2 separate regions of the Ovis aries genome follow, and region 1 is linked to region 2. A link is a contact called in public Hi-C data. All regions are on one chromosome and are shown on one strand. The core of a region is the stretch at or near the end of the contact, and the rest is flanking DNA. Distances in the headings are between cores, read along the strand shown. Region 1 has its middle 15 kb from the start of ENPP5. Region 2 has its middle 14 kb from the start of CLIC5.

Evidence for each region. A called contact is a pair of places that touch in the nucleus more often than the background predicts.
Region 1: a contact with region 2 is called in a Hi-C map of tail adipose tissue, with 6 times the contacts expected there. The contact joins two enhancer-like sites. A contact is called at or near these places in 10 of 16 Hi-C or Micro-C datasets (blood, hypothalamus, liver and 5 more).

The regions. Positions count from the first base shown.
Region 1 is chr20:19,377,972-19,381,646 of ARS-UI_Ramb_v3.0, forward strand. No RefSeq gene overlaps it. Among named protein-coding and RNA genes, the nearest start is that of ENPP5, 15 kb to the left of the region's middle. Within about 2 kb of position 1,535, at least 7 of the 54 cell types and tissues checked have an H3K27ac peak or open chromatin away from gene starts, as enhancers often do.
Region 2 is chr20:19,317,709-19,321,811 of ARS-UI_Ramb_v3.0, forward strand. No RefSeq gene overlaps it. Among named protein-coding and RNA genes, the nearest start is that of CLIC5, 14 kb to the left of the region's middle. Within about 2 kb of position 2,008, at least 25 of the 54 cell types and tissues checked have an H3K27ac peak or open chromatin away from gene starts, as enhancers often do.

The DNA.
Region 1 (3,675 bases), core at 285-2,784, 60 kb after region 2:
TTCTTACAGGTACTTGCTTGTTTCGCCCTCACGAGGAAGCTGTGTGGCAGATCTTATTGTTACTTACTTCTGTAAAAGAGAAAATGAACTCAACCCAGGAAAGATCGTGCCCAAAGTCACAGGAGCCCTGCAGCTGGGATCCACCCAAGGGTCTGTCCAGCCTGTGTGCTCTGAACCACCCACTGTCTTATATTGTCAGACCCTGTTTGTAGCTTGACCTCCTCCACTCGTCTGAGTCTCTGTGAGTAGGGACCAGCGTGTCCCCAACACCCACCCACCGCACAGCACTCAGTTCAGTGTTTCTTAAGTGAGTAAACCAGAAACAGTTAGATGAAGAGCTTCCCGGCTCCAAAGAGGGACATTGTGTAAACCACACACAAGTTTCCCACACAGGAGAGGTTGCCATGCCAGTTGCAAGAATGTCCAGGACCTCACTGGACTCAGAAGTCAGAATAGTTTGTTAGAAAAACTTCAGAAATAATACTGAATGTGTGTCTGCATGTTTCCCTGTTTTAAGGAATCTCTTTAAAATTAATTCAAAGGACCCGAGAGAGAGGACTCAAACAGATGGCACATTCTTTCTCAAAAGAAATAACATGACAGGCCTTCAGGATTAAATCACTTCACCTCCTAATGGTCACATACATGTGCGTGCGTGCTCAGTCGTGTCTGACTCTGCAAACCCATGGACTGTGGCCCACCAGGCTCCTCTGCCCATACAATTTTCCAGGCAAGAATACTGGAGTGGGTTGCCATTTCCTTCTCCAGGGGATCTTCCCAACCAGGGGACCTAACTGGTGTCTTCCGCATTGTTAGGCGGATTCTTGACCACTGAGCCACCAGGGAAGCCCGGAAGTTTTACAGGTAAATGTTGTTTAATAAAATGCCACAAGGAGTTGTAATTTCTTCCCTCCCAGAAGTGAAATGTGTTCTCACATATCAGCACCGCAGCCCTTTAAGGGATGCTGAGACGAAAACTAGCACTTGAAGCCAGGCCTGTCACCCAGTTCTTTGTCACAAGCTTGGTCTCCTCTCTCTTCTCCAAGCCTCTACCTGCTGCCTTCTGCCCTTGACAAGCCCAAGGAAAGAATATTAGCCTTGGCATTACAATTGACTCGAGTCTTGGTTCTGACACTTCCTAGATAAGGAACGTTAAGTTAATCTCTATTGCTCTGGTTGGTGTCTTTATCTGTACAGTGGGTAAGGTTCCATGATCTTTTTCTCAGAGTGCTGTTGCAGAGTTACATAATAAAGGAATCTATTATATTTTGAAGAATGATTTTCCTGTTTCCCTCCGTTGGGGTTTTTGAAAGTGGCTGCTGGACAGTGTTTTCCAGGCGGCTATCTGAGGGCCTTTGTGAGATTCTGTGTTTCTTTCTGGGCTGTTCTATTTTGGGAGTCACTCCCCCTCCCAGCCGCTATCAGCACCGCTGGGGAGGCACAGAACCACTCGTGGGGGCATTAATCCAGGGAAGGTCACACTGGGTTCCCTCCCGTCCCCAGCACTCGGCAGTCCCCAAACTAAGGGAAATGTGGTTGGTGGCCTTGAGGGATGAAAGGAAACAACCCCGGAGTGTGTGTGGAAGGGTCAGTGGAGAAGCAGGGAGGCGCAGTCCAGCAGCGTTTGCCGGGAAGATTTTGACCCCGTTGGTGGTGTGTGAACCATAGCAGTGCATGCGCATTCGGGGTTTGTTTTGTTTTAAGCCCATGATCTCTGGGTAACTTCTCCATCATTAACCTGATTCTGGAGCTAAATGCTCTTGCTTGGGCAACGTTGATTTTGCTGTAGGTAGGAACTTTTCTCTAACCCTGTCCCTACTTTGTGACCTATGTCATTCAGCATGGACTAAGGCTCTATTCGATTTTTGTGTTGTTTTTTTTTTTTTTAATAATTTTTTCTTGGAGTATAAAACAAGAAAAAAAAAAGGCATGTTTAGTCATGTCTAACTCTTTGCGACCCCATGGACTGTGGCCCACCATGCTCCTTTGCCCATAGAATTTTTCAAGCAAGAAAAATGGAGTGGGTTGCCATTCCCTCTTCCAGGGGATCTTCTCAATCCAGGGATCAAACCCACATTTCTTGTGTCTCCTGCATTGGCAGATGGGTTCTTTACCACTAGGACCACCTGGAAAGCCCTCTTGGAGTATAGTTGATTTATACTATTTTAGTTTCAGGTGTACTGAACATGAATCTGTTACACACACACACACACAGACACAGACACACACACACACATGTCCATATCTACTCCTTTTTGGATTCTTTTTCATATAGGCCATTAGGGAGTGTTGAGTAGAGTTCCCTGTGCTATGCAGTAGGTTCTTATTAGTTACTCATTTTTTATACAGTAGTGTGTATATGTCAATCCCCATCTTCCAATTTATCCCTCCTCCCCCTTAGTTCCTGGTCACCATAAGTTTATTTTCTACATCTGTAACTCCATTACTGTTTTGTAGATAAGTTCATTATTCAGTATGACAACCTTAGTTTAATTTATTAAAAATGAGATTCTACAACCTCTGTGAGTGTCTGACTCTAAACGTGACATTCTGTTTGAATGTGAGATGTTAGAGCAGGAGGAAATGGGCCAGTGGGGTCTTTGTTTCTGAAGAGATGGGCAAAAAGCTCTGAGGACAGCTGGAATTATGAAAATGATTTTTCTGATTTTATATGATTTCCTGATTTTCCTGTTTTTCTCAACAGAAGTTAAAGAACTTATTTACATTATCACTCTTTTCTCATGGTTAAGACTTAGAATCTTGACAAAGCTTTCTACATTGTGGTTTCTCAGGAAATATGGAGAAAATTGTTTCTTCTGTGGAAGATAATGATAAAAGGTGTTTGCAGTCATATACAGGCATTTCCCAAAGTCACACAGTATCTAACCAGGACTTGGGAAGGAGTCATTTCTCCTCAAGCAAAGACTCTTTCAATGAATAAAGAAGATGTATATAGCTACAACGGACTATTTGGTTGTTGCTGTTTTTCAGACACTAAGTCATGCCCGACTCTTTTGTAACCCCACGGACTGTAACATTCCAGGCTCCTGTATCCATGGGATTTCCCAGACAAGAATACTGGAGTGGGTTGCCCTTTCCTTCCCCAGGGGATCTTCCTGACCCAGGGATCAAACTTGCATCTCCTGCATTGGCAGGGAGATTCTTTACCACTGGGCCACCTGGGAAGCCCACAATGGACTATTCAGTTCAGTTCAGTTCAGTCGCTCAGTCGTGTCCAACTCTACGACCCCATGAACCGCAGCACACCAGGCCTCCCCGTCCATCACCAACTCCCAAAGTTCACTCAAACTCATGTCCATCGAGTCGGTGATGCCATCCAGCCACCTCATCCTCTGTCCTCCCCTTTTCCTCCTGCTCCTTATCCTTCCCAGCATCAGAGTCTTTTTCAATGAGTCAACTCTTCGCATGAGGTGGCCAAAGTCCTGGAGTTTCAGCTTTAGCATCATTCCTTCCAAAGAACACCCAGGGACGATCTCCTTTAGAATGGACTGGTTGGATCTCCTTGCAGTCCAAGGGACTCTCAGGAGTCTTCTCCAACACCACAGTTCAAAAGCTTCAATTCTTCAGCACTCAGCTTTCTTCACAGTCCAACTCTCACATCCATACATGACCGCTGGAAAGACCATAGCCTTGACTAGATGGACCTTTATTGGC
Region 2 (4,103 bases), core at 758-3,257:
AACAACCCTAAACAAATTCTGTACTACCATTATGGACATGCTGCTGCTAAAATTTTCTAAGTGAACTGTGCTAATGACAACTGACACTGAAATGCACCCAAAAAATAAGATGAGCTGATGGATGAACAGACGGCTAGATGTGAGGGTAAAGCCAGTGCGGAGATGTCTACAGCTGACTCTTGAACAGTCCCAGCGTTAGGGACGCCAACCTTCCGCGCAGTCAAAAATCCGATTATAATCCGATTATTCATGGGTTCAGTCAACTGCAGACAGTGTAGTACCATAGTGCTATTTTCTGAAAAGGAGTCTGTGTATAAGCAGATCCATGTAGATCAAAGCTGCACTGCTGAAGGATGACTATACCACAGAATCAAGACAATGGGCATATGGGTGTTTTTAAGTTTTCTGAATGCTTGAAACTTTTCATGAAAAAATGTTTAAAAGAAAACAACCAACAACAGTGAGGAGAAATGTCTGCTTCTATCTGTACCCCTGACCCCAGCTCAGAGTCGATGCTTCTAACATCCACTTAGGCCCTGACAGCACTGCGCAGCTTACCACCTGTGTAGAGAGAAAAAACTCAGGTGTGTGCTCAGACGGACAGAAGGCATCATGGCAAAGGCCTAGAAATATCAGTCTACATGGGACCTTCAGTCACGTACAGAGGCTCTAAGCCTCCTGAGAAACAAAGTCTAACAAGAGACTGAAGCTGCCAGGGCAACCAGAGTGGCTGGGAAAACCGGAAAGGAAAAATCTGAGACCTGAATTTCATCATTCCAGGCCATGCATGATTAACAAGTACCCTAATGAAATGTCTCGGTGGTTAAGATCCAACATATGCTGACACGGTTTACTTAGAAATGTTTGTGATTCCGTGTATAAATGTCCCTTTAGTACTTTTTGTTCATTTAAGCCATAATCTTTCCTCTGAGTTAATCTGAAATGGTAACCTTCTTTGTTCATTGATTTCGGGTGATATCACTCATTGTCTTTGTTCATTGCTATTAGTGATGTCATTCATTGCTGGACCATCCAGTGGGGTGTAGGCACCTCTTCTTATTGACTGCAACACTGGTCCTCAAAGCTGGCTGCCTCCTAGGATCACCTGGGGAGCTTTTAAAGCCATAGGGATGCCGGTTTCCCCTAGGATAGTTGGATCCAAATAGGATGATGGGTAGGAGGGTGGCCTAGACATCTGTACTTTTTATTAATTATTTATTGATTTTGGCTGTACTGTGTGTCTTACGGGGCCTTAGTACTCTGACCAGGGATCGAACCTAAGCCTCCTGCAGTGGAAGTGCAAGTCTTAACCATTGGCCCGCCAGGGAAATCCCTCATCTGTACTTTTTTAAAGCACTCCTAGTGAGTTTAATATGGGTCACATAACTAGATCATAAGTTTTCAAAGTTAAAAAGCCTTCAAAGGGACTGCAAAGAAAATGTAATTTTACTTGAAAAAATGTTTTTGGGCAAAGGTTTTTAAGGTTTGTGGGTATGTTCTTCTCCCACCACTTAGAGACATATATCAAAGTGTGATAGGTTGATCAGTTCACATTAAAACAGAATAAACTTCAGCTTCAGGTTTCCAGAATTAATAAGATTTCATTGGCAGAAACTATTTTAATTTTATGGAAACTGCCATCTAGGAGAACGCTACCAGTGGATTATCTTAAAGGTGGGCTACGTGTGGGTTTAGAGCAGATGCCAAAACGCATGCTTGCAAAATATTCACATGTGAGATTTCAAATGCAGTATGGGAGGAGTCATTATGGTAAAAAAGAAACAATTAGAACAATATTAGCCTTCGTTACAGTTCTTCTATCTGCTAGAGGCTGGGAGAATCCATGGCCTCTGTCAGGATTATGGACGAGGAGGCTGCTCCCAGCCTGGCTGAGCTGGTGGAAGGCACTGCTGCATGGGGGATGGATGAGCCTGCTCCCCGCCTCCACCCTCCCTCAGTCCCCAGCCAGGAGTCAGCACCAGACAACGAGAAAGTCCAAGTGCCAGGAGAGGGGGGCGGAGGGAGCTTGTGCCTGGCCCAGAAGGTTTTACGCTGTGAACTAGATGGAGAACAATGTGCTAACTGTTCTTTGTTTGCTGAGCAGGGCTGGGTGCCAGCGTGGAGCCGGCCCTGAGAAGCTTCCAGAGCCTGGTGACCAGGTGTGGGGAACTAGCACTGGCTGCCTGAGGCTCGGGGAGTGGGGGGTGCAGGGTCTGTCACAGGGGAGGTAGACAGGCATTCTGTGGAACTGACAGATTTCAGAGTTTCTCTTATTAGAGGAAGAGACAGAAAATGGTTAAAAAGTCAGGCCAGTAACAGTCAAGCCAGAACACTGAGCTCCAGGAAGAAGGTGGAGAGTCTATCCCGCTGAACTAAATGGGCACTCACTCCCCTAGAGCTGGGGTCTTGTCCAAACGTCAATTCTTGGCCTTCAGGGTGTCCAACTGACAGCAAGTAGATCGAGCAGAAAAATGACCAGACCCAGTTCTCCAAGCTCTCCCTCCCGGACACTGGAATAACCCCTTCAACTGCAGGGCAGCAGCCCCAGGGTTGTGAATAAGAGACAGCGAACAGGACTTCCCTGAAGGTCCAGTGTTTAGGATTCCACGTTCCCAATGCAGGGAATGCAGGTTCAATCCCCAACTGGGGAACTAAGATCTCACATGCAATGCAGCAAAAGAAAAAAACCTTTTTTTAATTAAAAAGAGAGAGAGTGAATGAGGCCACCTCCCTCGGAAGCTGGACTTTCTGGGAAGCAGAACAGAGGCTTTGCTCCAATATCCCTGCACACTGAAAGGGTGAAGACTGTACAGCTATCATCTTGCTTTTGGTCTTTCTGATGTATCGACACAGGAAAAAAATTGAAACATATACAAAAGAAAACAAACACACACACACACAAAACTGTCACGAGTGATTGTTTCTGGGTGGTACGATTATGGAAGAATTGTACTCTTTTTTCTACATTTCTAGAACACCTTACTTACTTTATGTGTGTACATATGTGTGTGTGCATTTATTTATTTATACAAAGACCATGCACACCTAAAACTCAGGAAAACCATGAAGTTAATTCTACAGTAAAATCAGTGTAAAAATTGCAAATATATTTACAAGAGCCAAGATGGGAAAATAAAGTGTCCATTGACAGATGAATGGATAAAAATGTGGTGTATATACTCAATGGAATATTACTCAGCCATAAAAAGAATGAAATAATGCTATTTGCAGCACCATGGATGGACCTAGAGATTGTCACACTCAGTAAAGTGAGACAGAGAAAAACAAATATCACATGATATCACTTAGTGCAATCTAAAAAGGTGATACAAAGGAACTTATTTACAAAACAGAAACAGGCACAGAAAACAAACTTAAGGTTAGCAGGGGAGGGTTAAGTTAGCAGTTTGGGATTAACAAATACACACTGCTGCTGCTGCTGCTGCTGCTGCTGCTGCTAAGTCGCTTCAGTCGTGTCCGACTCTGTGCAACTACGTAAATAAACAACAAAGACCTACTATATAGCACAGGGAACTATACTCAATATTTTATTATAACCTATAAGGAAAAAGAATCTGAAAAATATATATGTATGTATATATATATATATAATATATATATTATGTGTTGTATGCTGCTGCTGCTGCTAATTCGCTTCAGTCGTGTCCGACTCTGTGAGACCCGAGACGGCAGCCCACCAGGCTCCCCCGTCCCTGGGATTCTCCAGGCAAGAACACTGGAGTAGGTTGCCATTTCCTTCTCCAATGCATGAAAGCGAAAAGTGAAAGTGAAGTCGCTCAGTCGTGTCCGACTCTTCGCGATCCCATGGACTGCAGCCTACCAGGCTCCTCCGTCCATGGCATTTTCCAGCCAAGAGTACTGGAGTGGGGTGCCATTGCCTTCTCCGAACGTGTTGTATACCTGGAACTAAAAAAGCACTGTAAATCAACTATATTTCAATAACAACTTGCAGATGTATGCTTTTGTTCAGGCATTTAATTATGGACGCATGTATGGATAATTTGGCCTTTGAGCTGGCATTCCCTGGGCCTATCTTGATGAGAAGAGGGAACGGAAAATTTTTTAATGCACATTTCCTCACT